Regions from separate parts of the Xenopus tropicalis genome. Here region 1 is linked to region 2. The links are chromatin contacts, called in public Hi-C maps. All regions are on one chromosome and are shown on one strand. Each heading gives the region's core, a stretch centred on a gene start, on an enhancer-like site or on the middle of the called end of the contact. The rest is flanking DNA. Distances are from core to core; before and after follow the strand shown.

Evidence for each region. Hi-C and Micro-C count contacts between places; a contact is called where the count stands out from the background.
Region 1: a Hi-C map of neurula embryo shows a contact between it and region 2, with 2.2 times the contacts expected there. The contact joins the promoter of LOC100487575 here to the enhancer-like site in region 2. A contact is called at or near these places in 5 of 5 Hi-C or Micro-C datasets (brain, gastrula embryo, liver and 2 more).

The regions. Positions count from the first base shown.
Region 1 is chr8:77,041,126-77,048,372 of UCB_Xtro_10.0, reverse strand. It overlaps LOC100487575, which reads right to left and starts at 1,354. Exons shown (of 4, transcript XM_002940606.5): 1 at 795-1,354.
Region 2 is chr8:76,982,280-76,989,148 of UCB_Xtro_10.0, reverse strand. No RefSeq gene overlaps it. Among named protein-coding and RNA genes, the nearest start is that of ccdc9, 27 kb to the right of the region's middle. Within about 2 kb of position 2,173, at least 5 of the 11 cell types and tissues checked have an H3K27ac peak or open chromatin away from gene starts, as enhancers often do. A contact at or near this core is called in liver and neurula embryo, where this site is marked.

The DNA of each region.
Region 1 (7,247 bases), core at 105-2,604, 60 kb before region 2:
ATCCCACGCACCCCTAACTGAGCAGTGAACCCCCAAACCCCAATAAAAGGCAGTGTGTGCAACTTGCCCTGCCAGAGAGCTGTCCTCAAATGACCAAAACAAGCCCCCCCTCCCCCGCTCCCTCCATGTGTACGGGCTTGTCAGTAAACAATCGCTCGGCGATCTATCGCTCTCAGCCCGGCTCCCAGCTCAGCAGCATGGCCACAAGCCTAGTGGAACCCTGCGAGCCATGAGCCATAGGAACGGGCTGGCCGGCCGGCAAATGCATAACCACATTATAAGTCAACAAAACAACGATCTACAAGCTCTGACACACCAGCCCTTTGTAAACTACAACTCCCAGCATCCTCTGCCAGCTTTGGGTGAACCGGAGTACAGCAAAATGCCTCATTGAGAAAAAGGCTTTGTCCCTTGTTATAAAGCTCAATTCCCTAATTAAAAACCATAAAGGGCACCCCAAGTCCATATATTTATATATATAAAGAACCCTGTGAAGCAAACTAAAGGCATCACACAGAACACCTGGTCGCAGCATAAGTTTGCAGCTTTGTCCCATTACAGTTCACTAATCGGCAAACTAAAGCCCCATGGGCAGCAGTGCCCAGTGCCAGTATAGAGCAGTGCCCAGTGCCAGTATAGAGCAGTGCCCAGTGCCAGTATAGAGCAGTGCCCAGTGCCAGTATAGAGCAGTGCCCAGTGCCAGTATAGAGCAGTGCCCAGTGCCAGTATAGAGCAGTGCCCCGCCATCCCACACCCCGCTAACTCTTTCCCACTCACTCCTGCCCCGGACTTACCTCGCTCACAGCGCAGCACAACACGTCGGCATGTAAACACAGCGATCCCCAAAGCTATCACATTAACAGAGAGATTGCACGGAACCCCGTAATCCACAAGTGCAAAGGAAAGTCCTGAGAGAGCAGCCAGCTAAGGAATAAGAACGTGTGTCCCGGTCACAGCGGCGTGTGCATCCGTGTATGTGTGTCCAAGCGTGCACTCAGCCGACAAGAACATTGGCAATTGTAACTGGAGACCAGCGCAGTCAGCAGCCAACTTGAACAAAACCACGCCTGACGGCTAAAACACGCCCCCGCCTAATGACACGCCTACTTGCGTTATGTCATTCACTCCGACTCTCCGCCCCTTTCTCAACTTGACATGTTGGGACATGCTTAGATTAAGTGCATAATCAGCTGAGAGGGACTGGTACGCGGGCTGCGGGACTGCTATGTGCCTCAGAGAGCCGAACGCTGCAGTCTTGTACAAAAGTAACCTAATGGCCGTGCGTATTAGGCAACCAGCCCAGCAGTAGGTGTTAGGCAGCCAGGCAGAAAATGGTTTTCTATCGCCAATGGGCAAATGCCTTTCTGCTGGGAGAGCTATAAACATTGGAACCCTGAAACTAGGCTGGGATAGATCTTCCCATCTCCTGTTTCCTGACTGGCTCTCTAGCAGGGTGGGAGTGTTTAGAGGTCTGGTCACTAGGTAAATATAGGCTTTGTCTGTTCCTTCATTCTGTGTTAAAAAAAAGGCAAAGCCGCCGAAGCACACTTACATATAAACAACTGCGCACACAGATACAGTACAACTGCACCGAATTCATTCCTTTTGGTGGTACAGCTTTGACTGGCAATCAAGTTATGTTCATTTTAAGCAGCTCAGCTATTTATGAAAATTCAAGTTGCCCTACAGAGATAAAGTCCGATTTTGTTGAGAAAAGCAGAGGAACATAAATAACAGCCAAAGCTGCCAAAAGAATTTAACAAAACAGTGGGTCAGGAATACATTTTAATGCTAGTGGCCACTTCTTGCTATGCTGTAGGTTGAGCGGGTTGTTCTACAAATTGGTGATTTACCTATACTGCCAAATTGAACTAATGTGACCTGGTTGCCTTGCTCTGGGTAAGTCCATACCCATTGGGCGAGGGGTCAGGTGCTTCCGTGCACAATAATCTTCATTATAAAGGATGCACTGAATCCACAATTTTTGCTTATCACCAACAACACTAAAACGATTCATCCAAATTCCAAACCACATGCCAACAACTGCATATTCAAATGAGCACAATTACACAAAAAATGTTTAGCACAAAAGAAAAAATCACCTAATTCTTTTCTAAAATGACTAAAAAGCTCACATGGTATTTAGGGTTTGTATTTGGATTAGCATGCAAAAAAAGATAAAAATTCAGATTCAGACAAATCCTGAACTGATTCTGGAATTCGGTGCATCCCTAATTTAGTCATCCTAAAATTGACTGACTAAAATGGCAAGCACATTGCATTACAGATATCAGACAGAAGAAAATGTTGCATCTGTGTTTGTCTGTTGCAGCCAACTAATGTGCTGCATCTACATGTACCTGTACAAATACATCTACCTGCACATCATAAGGTGATTCTTCATTCAGCACTACACACTACAACCCAATGGTTAATTAAATATGGTCCAAGGAGAAGAAACATCCTTTATCCTAAGGATTTCCCCAAAAACACTTTCCTGCCACACTTGAGCCTCACTGTTGCCTGCCCTGAAAAGTTTCTGGGCAACTGGTTCCAGGCCAGGACTAGAAGATGCCAGAGGGACTGCTGTAAGATGCTATAGTCACTATTTAATGAGTCTGTGGGGAGCTATTTGGAATTCTGTGTACTTGAAATGCCAAGACCTATTCTGACTTTTAGTCTGCCCCTGTCTGCAGGTAATACTGCAAATGTGGGTGACAAGGCCTAAACAATAAATTAAAACCTAGAACAAATCCAAAAAAGCAACAGCAACTCTGCCAACTGAGTCAGTATCAGGTGTTAGACATTTTATGTATATACTGATACACAATATTATGGTATTGCATCAAATATTATTTAATGTAACAAATGGGTGCTCCTTCTGTTATGACTTTGCTTGCTAACAAAAGGCTCCAAAATGGGAGCCTACTGCAAAATCCTACAGTTGCAATCTATATTATTACTTAAAAAAAAGTTCCAGCCTATAGTATACTGCTCTAACTGTATATAATATTTTTGTATTACTGCACCCTAAAAATGGACAATATTCTAATACAGGGTTGTACAACCTAAGGCCCTCCTGCTCCCTAAGAAGATCACTGACAAAATGAGAGCTGCAGTCTTACATCATTGGGCTCACCTATGTATATTTAGTTTGCTTGCATTTCAACCCTGAAAAACATAAGCTTTCACCAATGGCAATTTATGTCAACCATAAACACTTCCAGTATGTAGCTTTCACAATAATGGGAGTGTAAATAGTATGTAAAAGAACAGTTAGTTTTGAAAACCTCTTGCATTTGGAAACAAATACAGTGTATGACTTCAATACTGTACATTAATGTAAGGAACTATGAGGTATGGAAGAATACTTAGTGAGTCATAATTTCTTCTTGTTTCCATTATTCAGTTTTTCTTGCCGTTTGGCAAGTGTAAAAATCTCATTACTATAGATTTTACTCTCTGAATCAGCCAGTTCTTGATCTCCCCCAGCAGAGAGGGGAGGGGGGAGGAGGAGAAGGGAGGGGAAGACAGGAGAGAGGGGTAAACTGAGCAGGCCTGTGCCGTGCCCTGAAGGGTTTTTCTGAGAGAAGGAAGTCTGACACAGAAGATCATGTATACAGAATAAAAGGAAAGACACTGGTGTTTCATTTCACTGAGAACTCAGAGCAGCAGTTCTGTAAATGCTTATGGCTGTATTTACATAGAGATTTCTGATAAAGCTTACCTAGTTTTTACTTTTCCTTCTCCTTGAATGTCTTGTAATGTAATGTGACACTGCAGAAAACATTATTAGAGTACAAGAGTCACAGCAAAGACCCTAACTGTGTCAAACACCCTTTTAGTAACTCCTATTCTTCCCTGTAATTCCTTTCAACAGCTCCCTAGTGAATTGTCTCTCATGCTGCTCTACAGTACACACATTGTTTATTTATTGTCCCTATTTGTGTTGGTGATCAAAATTTGCCATTGATCCCTTGGCTTTTCATATGAGTGGATAGGGCTGCAGGTCTTTCACTATGACCCTCCTAATTATCCCATATCCCTCCCCCATATTCACTTAATTGTTCTAAAACCCCCTTTCAGTATTTCCTTCTGTGTCTTCATCTATCCCTCCTTAAGTTACTCCATGTAAAATATGCCTATAACAGCTCCTATTGTTTTGGATTACCCACTAATTATTCAACATAACCCATAAGAGCTATTGCACACAAAGTATTTTTATTGGCACTACCAAGTGGCAGTGATTAAATTGTTGATGATCTCCAGCATTTTATGCTTCACCGCTTAATAATGCCATCGTCATTATTGTTCCATATAACAATGGTATTAAATTGGATTGCTTCTATGTAACAATTCTCATATCTTATGAACACAGTAAACTGTCGCAGGCAGGCTAGCATGTACCACTCTGCACTTTTTTCATATCACTCTTTTCTATTTTTTAACGTTGCACAGTTCTAGGTATGGTTTATAAAAATACAATAATAAGCATACAATTTACATGGTATTACAGTTGCAAACCTTAGTAGCTTTTGAAGTAGTAACACAAAATTCCAATTATATTTTCGCACTGTGGTAACATCGTCTTGCTCACACAAAACCCAATGTTGCACAAACCAAATCAGGGAATCACCCCTCAGAATGAGTAACCCTGTGTGAGATCATCTGTTCAACCATATTTGCTGACATAATTTCTGAAGTGAATAAAATTGTCCCCTTGTCCCTCATGTGTCTTATTGTGGGTATGCAGAGTCAGCTGTCTAAGGATCTATAATATGTGAGTGTCACAGGACACACAGACACCAGACCGTGTCATCTCCCACCCACATCAGCTGAGCACAGATTTGTCTTCTCTGGCCGGCAATGCTCTGAGTGAAAAAATCTATCACATGAGTGTTACAGGCTGCTAAGAGTGTACTACCATGTTGTCACTGCTGCACAAGGCTGTTATTCTGATCCACTGGGCTTTTATCTGGATGTTCTCAGAGCAAGTTGCTGAAACCACAAAAATATCCAGTGTTAACCATATTTAGTTTACTTTGCAGTCAATTTATTTTGTGTCCATTCTCCATGCGTTTCTCAGAATTGCCCACCTTAACATTGATTGCTTTTATAGAGATTTTTTTCATACTGTTTTTGTAAGTAACTTTTATATAACCATCCCCATTGTCCTATTTAATATGCAATACTGAAACAATAAATAGGTTCCCCCTAAATCATAGGGTTTAACCTCCCCTACAGGTGTTGGTTATGCAGTGTTTGTCACAAACAAATGCTACATCTAATCCTATACTTGTGAGCCACACTCAAATGTTGGTGTTGGTGAGCCACACAAGCATGAAAAAAGTTCTTTGGCCATAACAGAAAAGAACAGTGATTGGCTATTAGGTAGTCCCATGTGGACTGCTGGCCTGCAGGAGGTTCTGCTTTGAGTAAATCAGTGTATCTGTGCTTCCAAAACTTGCCCCCAAGCCAGAAAATTAAAAAAGGGCACTTTTGAGGTTTGAGGCTACTTTGAGGCCACTGGGAGCAACATTAAAGGTGGCGGTGAGCAACATGTTGCTCACTAGCCACTGGTTGGGGATCACTGCCATATAATATATGCATTTGTAGTGGATACATTTCCACTATAGTAATAGTCAAAAGTTTAGTAAACATCATTTTACTTTCTGTCCCTTTGTGTGTACAAGATGACTCATGCGAACTGAAAGTCCTGAAAGTGAAAATGACGATCAGACTTTGACTTTTGTCACAGCGCTTTCCTTCATGTGCTGAACCACTTTTTGTTTCCATAGCAGAAGCAGAGAAAAACATTTGTCAGTTGTGAATACAAAAGCAATGCTGAGATGCAGTCAGTGACGCTTGGCAAGAGCAAAAGTATACACCATTCCATGGCCCACCTATGCATGTAACTAGTCAGTTCATAAAGGAAAAGGTCAAGGAAAAGGGGTTATTTACATCAAAGTAGCATTTACATTACATTAACATTTATTTATAAAGCGCCAACATATTCCGCAGCGCTGTACAATAAGTGGATTACATACATTGGAATGGTTGTATTTGTGTCAGTTGGTGTCTTGATAGCATATCTCTTCATTAAATGGGTCAGAAACAGCATTCAGGGCATTGGACCTCTGCAACCTTACTTTTCAAGTTATATGGTAACAGAGCTGCTTCCCCCATCATCATCAGGGCTGCTGCCAGAAATCAAAGGGCCTGATACTACTTAAGGTGGCCATACACGGGCCAATTCTAGCTGACGATATCGGTCGGTCCCTTAGACCGATTCGGCAGCAAATCGGCCCACGTATGGGCACTACCGACAGGCCTGCCTGACCAATATCTGGCCTGAAATCGGGCAGATATCGGTCAGGCATGAACCGACTTTGCCTATACCCGTCGTTATAATTTGATTGTTTGGCCCCAGGGGGATATCAGGAGAAGATCCGCTCACTTGGCGATGTCTGAAGGTGTATGGCCACCATTAGTTAGCTAAGCCCTTCCCTCCAGGGGTCTGTGTTATTAGTCTGATAATGATAATGTTTAGTCTGATAATGAATGTTTTCTTTATATATACCTAACTGAACTGCAGCAAAAATGAGCAAACATATAGAATAGAAAAACATTTAAGAAGTTATTTTTTATACATTTGAGCATGTCATTTTTTTCTTAGCTTGATAAAGAAAGAATACCCTTCTTTAAAGCTGTCTAACTGATTATAAGTCTGGATGCCTCAAAAAGACCTTTTTACACCTCAACTTGGCCAACGGTTTTGTAGACTTCTAGGTATGGCATCATATTATGAATAGTCCTGCTCACAGGTATATGGTTTATTGGATAAGTATATAAAAGTGTGAACACTGCTCCATTTTGATATCTCCACTAGTGATGGGCGAAATAATTCGCCAGGCATGGATTCGCGGCAATTTTCTGCGTTTGGTGGATTGTTTATTAAAATGCGCCAACAAAATTTGCGGTGGAAAATCCACCATGCAAAAACAAGTCACGTGTGTAAAAAAAATTGCAGCTCGTGCCGTTTTTGCTGCATGCGTCAAAAATCACACACGTGACATTTACACTATTTTGCAAATTTTTCGGTGAAGCAAAACGGGACAGATTCACTTATCGCTAAGCTCCACATGTGTTCTCTTAGCATGCTGTGAGACACAACCAGGGGCTAGTGAGAACATGTTGCTCACCAACCACTTGGATGTTGCTTTCAGTGGCCCCAAAGCAGGTGGTTA
Region 2 (6,869 bases), core at 924-3,423:
ATAATTTTTTTGTATTAAGTCCTGTGAGTGCGGCATTTATTTTTTTGCATACTATATATACTGTATATGTTTATATGCATATACACAAGTGCCTTTATATTGGCAGGACAGTAAACAAATTGCAAAAAACTTATGCAAAGCATTTCACTGTTGTGCAATATGGTAATCTCAGCTTGCACTCATTCATGTAACTCTTTGCTCTCAAAAAACAGAGAGCAAAGAGTTGTCCTGGTCTTTGTATGCAGTGCTACTGGCACAACCATCCACTACCTTGCCCATCATTTGGACCCACAAGCTAGGGAGAGCCAGGGTATGCAAACACTGTACTCTGGTTCAACCCAAGGTGCAGAGTGCTGCATGCACCATCCTTTACCCTGGGTACAAGTGCTCTGTGTAAGGCCCCAATGGGTGTGATATTGTGCCCCGTAAGGTTATGTAATTAAAGACACTGGTTATCTTTTATAACCTAAAACCACTGGGTAAATTTGCACCTAAGCAGTAACTCATGGCAACCAATTAGATGTTTGCTTACATTGTTCTACCATCAGCTGGCTGAAAAAGTCTAATGGCTGATTGGTTGCTATGGGTTACTGCCCAGGTGCAAATTTGCCCAGTAGTTATAAATGAGCCCAACTGTTTGCCTAGGAGCAGTAACCTATAGAAACAAATCATCAGGTAACATTCACTGGTCACCTGTATAGAAGCAAACATCTTATAGGTTGCTATGGGTTACCACACCTGGGAAAACTTAGTGCCCTTTATTACATGGGGGGTTAGTGCTCTTGTCCCCCATAGCAGTGGTGCATAAGACCATGGATTGGAAATATTTTTGCCCCCTCATCCCTGTTGTTAAATCTGTAGTGACAATGTGCAGCTGTCTCCTCCATTGCCATGTGGACTTTTATACATCCCCCCTGCCACCCATCTTCAAAGCAATTGTGGTACTGTGCAGAATTCTTATGTTATGCAGTGATATTTCAAATATGTTTTGTAGACAAACTTGGTTTATTCTTTTCCTGTTATATAAAACACTCTGCCCACCACATCCCCAAGGACAAGAGGACACCTGTAAGCTGATTCAGCACACTATGCCTGGCTTATGTGGGTTATTGCATAGATCAGGCTCATGATCTGACTGCTGGTAAGTAGTAGGCCTGCTGCTGGTAGGCAGAACTTTCTGTAGAGACAGAGGGCAGAATTCCTGCTATAAACAAATTTGCATCACCTGTAGGAACAATGTGACAACACCATGGTCACGTGGATATGAAGTGAACTCAACACACTGACATGCTTAATGGGTTCCGTGGTTCCTTCTATATACCAAAATGTTAAATAGGTTAATGGGTCTGTCCTATGTAGGAACATTGTGACCTTAGGAGTGTGACAAATATAAAGCATCTCATGTAGGAGCAAAGTAACTGAATAGCAGTGAGATGTTTAAAGGATTATAGAATCTGTGCCACACAGAAGAAAGGTGACCTAATGGCAGTGACATGTTTAATGTGCTAAGTGTTGGTTTCCATGCAGCATCAATACGTATAGTTGGTTAAATGCTGAGTAGTAACATCTTTAATGGATCTCATATTCTATTCCATGTAGGAACAAACTTACTAAATGACAATGACACATTTAATTAGTTAATGAGTCAGTCTCGAGTACTACAAGAGCACAGTGACTTTATGACAGTGATGTGCTGAAAGGGTTAAAAGATCAGTAAAATAGAGAGGCATGGTGACTGAATGATAGTGACGTATTTAGTGGGTTAAATTTCTGTTCCATAAAGGAGAAATGCAGTGTGAGAGAGTGGCACATTAAATGGATTAAACTGTAAGTGCAGTGTAAGAGAAAATAGTTTATGTTTCTAATCATTATAAGGACAAATATTCACTATTTGTTAATAATAATTCATTGCAATCGAGGCACACACACACACACACACACACATATATATATATACAGAGAGAGAGAGATGCATGTGTGTTTGTTGCCATTTCTCCCACAGAAGAGTTATCTCTATCACTACAAGAATTCTGCATCCAATGAAATCTCCTCTCTCTCTGTAGAACTCTTGTAATTGGCCTGTGAACATCCCTCCAGGTGTACGTGAGGATACTAACCTATCACCGATTGGCTTGGTTACTCAACCCACTAGCCAATAATTTCTTCTCCTTGCCTCGCAACCAGAGCCCGTGTCACCACAGCAGATTAGCCTGCTCAGGAATCAGAGCTAATTAGGATAATCCCATTATTGCGACTCAGCATTGCCACAGACCACAACATCCATTCACCTTCCTAGACGATTCTGCAAAATGCTTAGCCCTGCCAGGAGTTAGGTATAAGGGCTTCTGCACACAGTGTATGCATGTGTTATAGTCTGTCTCTCACTACTGAAATATTTTCATGAAATATATCTTTAAATGTTTCTCTGCATTTCTACCAGTGTGTCAGACTGGAAAGCTGTTTGTCAGTACAAAGACTAATTGCAATCCTGCACACCCTGGCTTGTTTTACAAATGATTTTAGTTTTTGAGCATTTGTTAAACTTCCCCAAATGACAAGTCATTTTATGCTGTTTCTCTACTCGGTTACTAAGTGCCACATGTTGTTTTGTGATGATAGGTTCCCTGAGGCATGATGTATATAACCTTTGCATTACTAGTATATCAGAAACAATACATATATCTAGTATTGAGTTCACAGATTATATATGAATATAAGTATATTTAGTCTTTACCTTTTATTATTGTATTGACTCCTGTTTGCTCTGTTAATGTATTGTTCTAATGCGCAGCACTGCATACACAAGTAGCACTATAAATATACATACATACATATTTCATGTACATAAAATTGTTTATTTAACCCATAAAACCTATTGTTACTCCTCTATGATAATGTCATTTTAACCCATTCAGCATGTCAGCAACATCATTTCACATATTATCTTATGAAACGGTAAATTTAACCCATGGAACATATCCCATTCCCTATGGGACTATTGATTTTACCCATTACCATGCCCTTGACATATTCCAGTCTTTTACAGGAGAGTGTCTCTGTCACTTTAAAAAACCTTCCTCGCAGTAATCTTACATACAAAACTTAAACTTTTCAACAACTCCTCAGACATTGTATGGGGGAGGAGTTCTGGTAAGAGAAGCCATAGGTTGAAGCACTGATATAAAGAGAGTCTCCAGCCTATCAGGTCTTTGCCCTGTCCCCAAGCCCTAATGTTTCTCGTGCAGCAGCCACGGCTGTAGAGAATCCAAATCATTTAAGTAACTGGGAGGCTAGTGAAAGGCAATGGTTAGTTAATGTTTGATGTCATTAAGTATTTCCGACACATCCGAATGTGTAAATACCATAGCCTCACTGTACCTACATGGCATGAAACATTTAACCCATTATACATCTCACTACATGGGATTAATCCTTTAACCCTTATACTATTGTCCTTTGGTCACATTACTATGTAGGACTGAATATGCTACTGCCATTAGGTCTCTTTGCTGGTTCTGCCCCGTTAACCTTATTTAACATGTTACTGTCATTGGGTTGCAAATCTCTCACCCTGTTTCTCAGCTTTATATTTGTAAGCATGATTTCAGATTGCTGGGAGGTGTCCTTAGGTACAGTACCTCCTGCTAGCACAAATATTTCTGTAAAACTGACAGTTATAATTATTATTTCTCAGTGTGCCTGCTGGCCTGTTTAAGCACTTGCTCTAAATGTATAGTTTATTTAGCTCATAGATTATGTCACTGTCAATAGGTCACTCAATTTCTACACAGAACTTACCCTTTAAATCAATGAACATATTACTGTCATTAGGTCACTCTGGTCCATCATGGGTCTGACCTTTTAACCTTTTAAACATGTCATCTGGTCATTTTTCTCCTACATGGGTCTCACCTTTGAATATGAGACCCATTAAAGATGTTACTACTCAGCATTTATATTATTGTCATTAGGTCATGTTGCGTTTAATAAATTACATTATATGTATACTTTATTGATATAGTGGTGGCATATTCTTCACTTCTTTCGGTCCCTACCTTATAGGAGCAAACAATCTTGGATTCCTTTCACATTTACACACACACGGCTTGGTTTCATAAGAACTTTCTGTATGTTTTTGGAGCATGATGAAACTGGAGTACCTTGAGGAATCTCACACAAGCCAGAGAGAGCTTACAGATTCCTTGCAGATAGACCCCTGCACCCCAAAGCAGAAATGCTAGCCACTGTACCACCATGCATGGTAATTAGCCTGCTTGATTTTTCCAAAAATGGCATTTGGGCTTTGCCTGGGTGTATTACAGGTCCATGTGAAATAATAAATATTCTTCATTTACCTGATGATGGCAAATAATGCACTTTACACAACAGTAAATAGGCATTTAAAACAGCAACATGCAAATGAGCCTTAAATGTGTAGGAATATTTTGAGATTTAGCATCAGTCACAGAGCAGGATTTCTATAATTATTGCAACAACTGACCGCTGACTGCAGGTAAGTTTTCTCTTAGTTACCCCGAGTGAGTGCTGCTGTCCGTAATGCCTTTGTCCATATTGATTTCAGTGCAGCATTTTTCACTTAACATAAAGATATGTGTATGTTCTTCTGACACCAGGCAAAGCACAAGTTTTACAGATGAACATTTCCCCTTCATGGACCATCACACAGCAGTGTGCTCCTGAGGCAAGACGAATGTGTAACTGTACAGACTGGGCAGGAATCCAACCAATGCATACATTTTAGTAGGCAAACAGGGGAGGGAGAAAGGGTGGAGAAGACTGGAGAACACAGGCTGGGAAAAAGAACAGGCCAAGGAAACTGACAAAAGTAGAACAGACAGACAAGACAGAAATAAGTAAAAGGAAAAGATAAGAATGAAGGGTAGAAAGGCAGAACACAAGGCATTAACAGAAATGCAAAATGTGGGAGACTAAAGCATATAGGGCAAAGAAAAGAGAAAGTAGAAAAAAATGGACGTGTAGGATGTAATAACCAAAAATGGGCAAAGAAAAATATAAAGAGGAGGTAAGAAAAAATGTAACAACTGTATATGTGACAAAGGAAAGAGGAAGAGAGGGATAAAGTGGAAGAACAAGGGGAAATAGTGATGGAATGGTAGGAGCTGCAGCATTCTACATTTTCAAAAACATTTAATTTTCTGCTGATTGAATTTTCAGGAGACCTTTCCCCAGCAAGTGGATTTTATGTAAGAATGTGCCAAGGCATCATTTACTCCAGACTTTATTTATTAACCTTTTTCTTTTAATGGGGTCCAGTGGTATGATCCAAGGTTCCTGATAGAATGAATTACATATCTCCTTTTAATGGCTTTGTTTTAAAAAAACCCCCCAAAAAAACAAATGTTTTGTGGCCAATAACATTAATTAGCCCACATAGGAGGAGAATTGTTATGCGGCACAGATGGTAGTGCCTACAATGTTTCCTTCAAGAATTGCGGCTGAATCCTGCACCAATATTCTGGACACACTGCCTATCTGACTTCTTTAATGGTGGAACTTGGGGAGAAAGACAGACAGTTGATATAAGCTATTTTTTAGGTGTTCTGGTTGTAAATAGAGTAACTAGCATACATTTCAGACCACATTATTTTACACTTAATCATTTTAAGTTGAAAATAAAAAAACAAGTTTTCTGTAAAAGATCTTAAAGGGACACTATCATAAAAATAAAACAAGTTTAGATTTGTGTCTCGAGTTCCAGAAAACAGAGTTGCTTTGAAAAAAGAAAAACAAGAATTTGTTAAACTGTGCTTATCTCAAAAAGTAGCAGTTCTTTCATGCTAGGAATAAGTGAAGGAATAATGATTAAGAATCCATCAACCTCTATAGGGAGAGTTAATACAATAGTGGTCTGAGGTCCAAATATTGAATCTAATGGGGGATTTATAATCCAAAAATCTGAATGCCACTTTTTTAACAATTTCAAACATTTTGAAAGCTAGATAGATATAAGATGTTCAGCACTAATTAAAAGTACATACATAATGAAAGGAAAAATTAAAATGGGCAGTTTAATTTATGAATTGTAATGTACAGAATGTAAGGTTAGGTTTTTAGATATAGCAATATGCATGCTACATTATATGGGCGAATGAAAAAGGTTATATTGCTTTTTTTCTGCCACTGTTACATTATGTTGCTCTAATGCTTCACCGATTCTTTTGGCTCAAGTGTGTTGAGACTGTTACACAGGGTCAGCATGGGAACCCTGGAGCTACCACATGGCAAGGGTGTGACAGTAGCTTCAGGGTTCCCCTGTGTCAATAGGAGCAGCAGCACCTGATTCAGATTGGAATGTATGAAGAACTGAGTGGCACCGAGCGCAACAATACGAAAGTGTAGAGAATACATTTTGATGCAGCTACCTTTAACTAAAGGCGTTTTATGTGAAAATTATTGTGTACTGCCTATCTAATTGCAGTTTTTGTGTCTCTTTTACATAGCTGCTTATCACCAACCGACCTTAAAACTAGTTCGCTACTACTCTCCCCCTGTGTTTCATTCCTTGGATATAACACCTACAATTACTGCTGTCCTCAGCCTTACTCCTTCAGTCCACTCTAGAACAAATGAACTCATAGTAATGTAATAAAAGTTTGCGTCATGTATATAAACCCATTCAATCAATTAGCAAACACTTACTGGTTACCTGTTTTTTAGCTAATTTCGTATTGGTTGCTATGGATTACTAAACTGAGTGCAACTTTTTTATATTGCTTAAGGTCTTTACAATCATGTGATCCTTATGCCTCTTTCTTCACCAATTTAACACTGGATACACTGTTAAAAATGTTAACCTGCTCTAATACTGCCAACTTTCCCTGGTTATC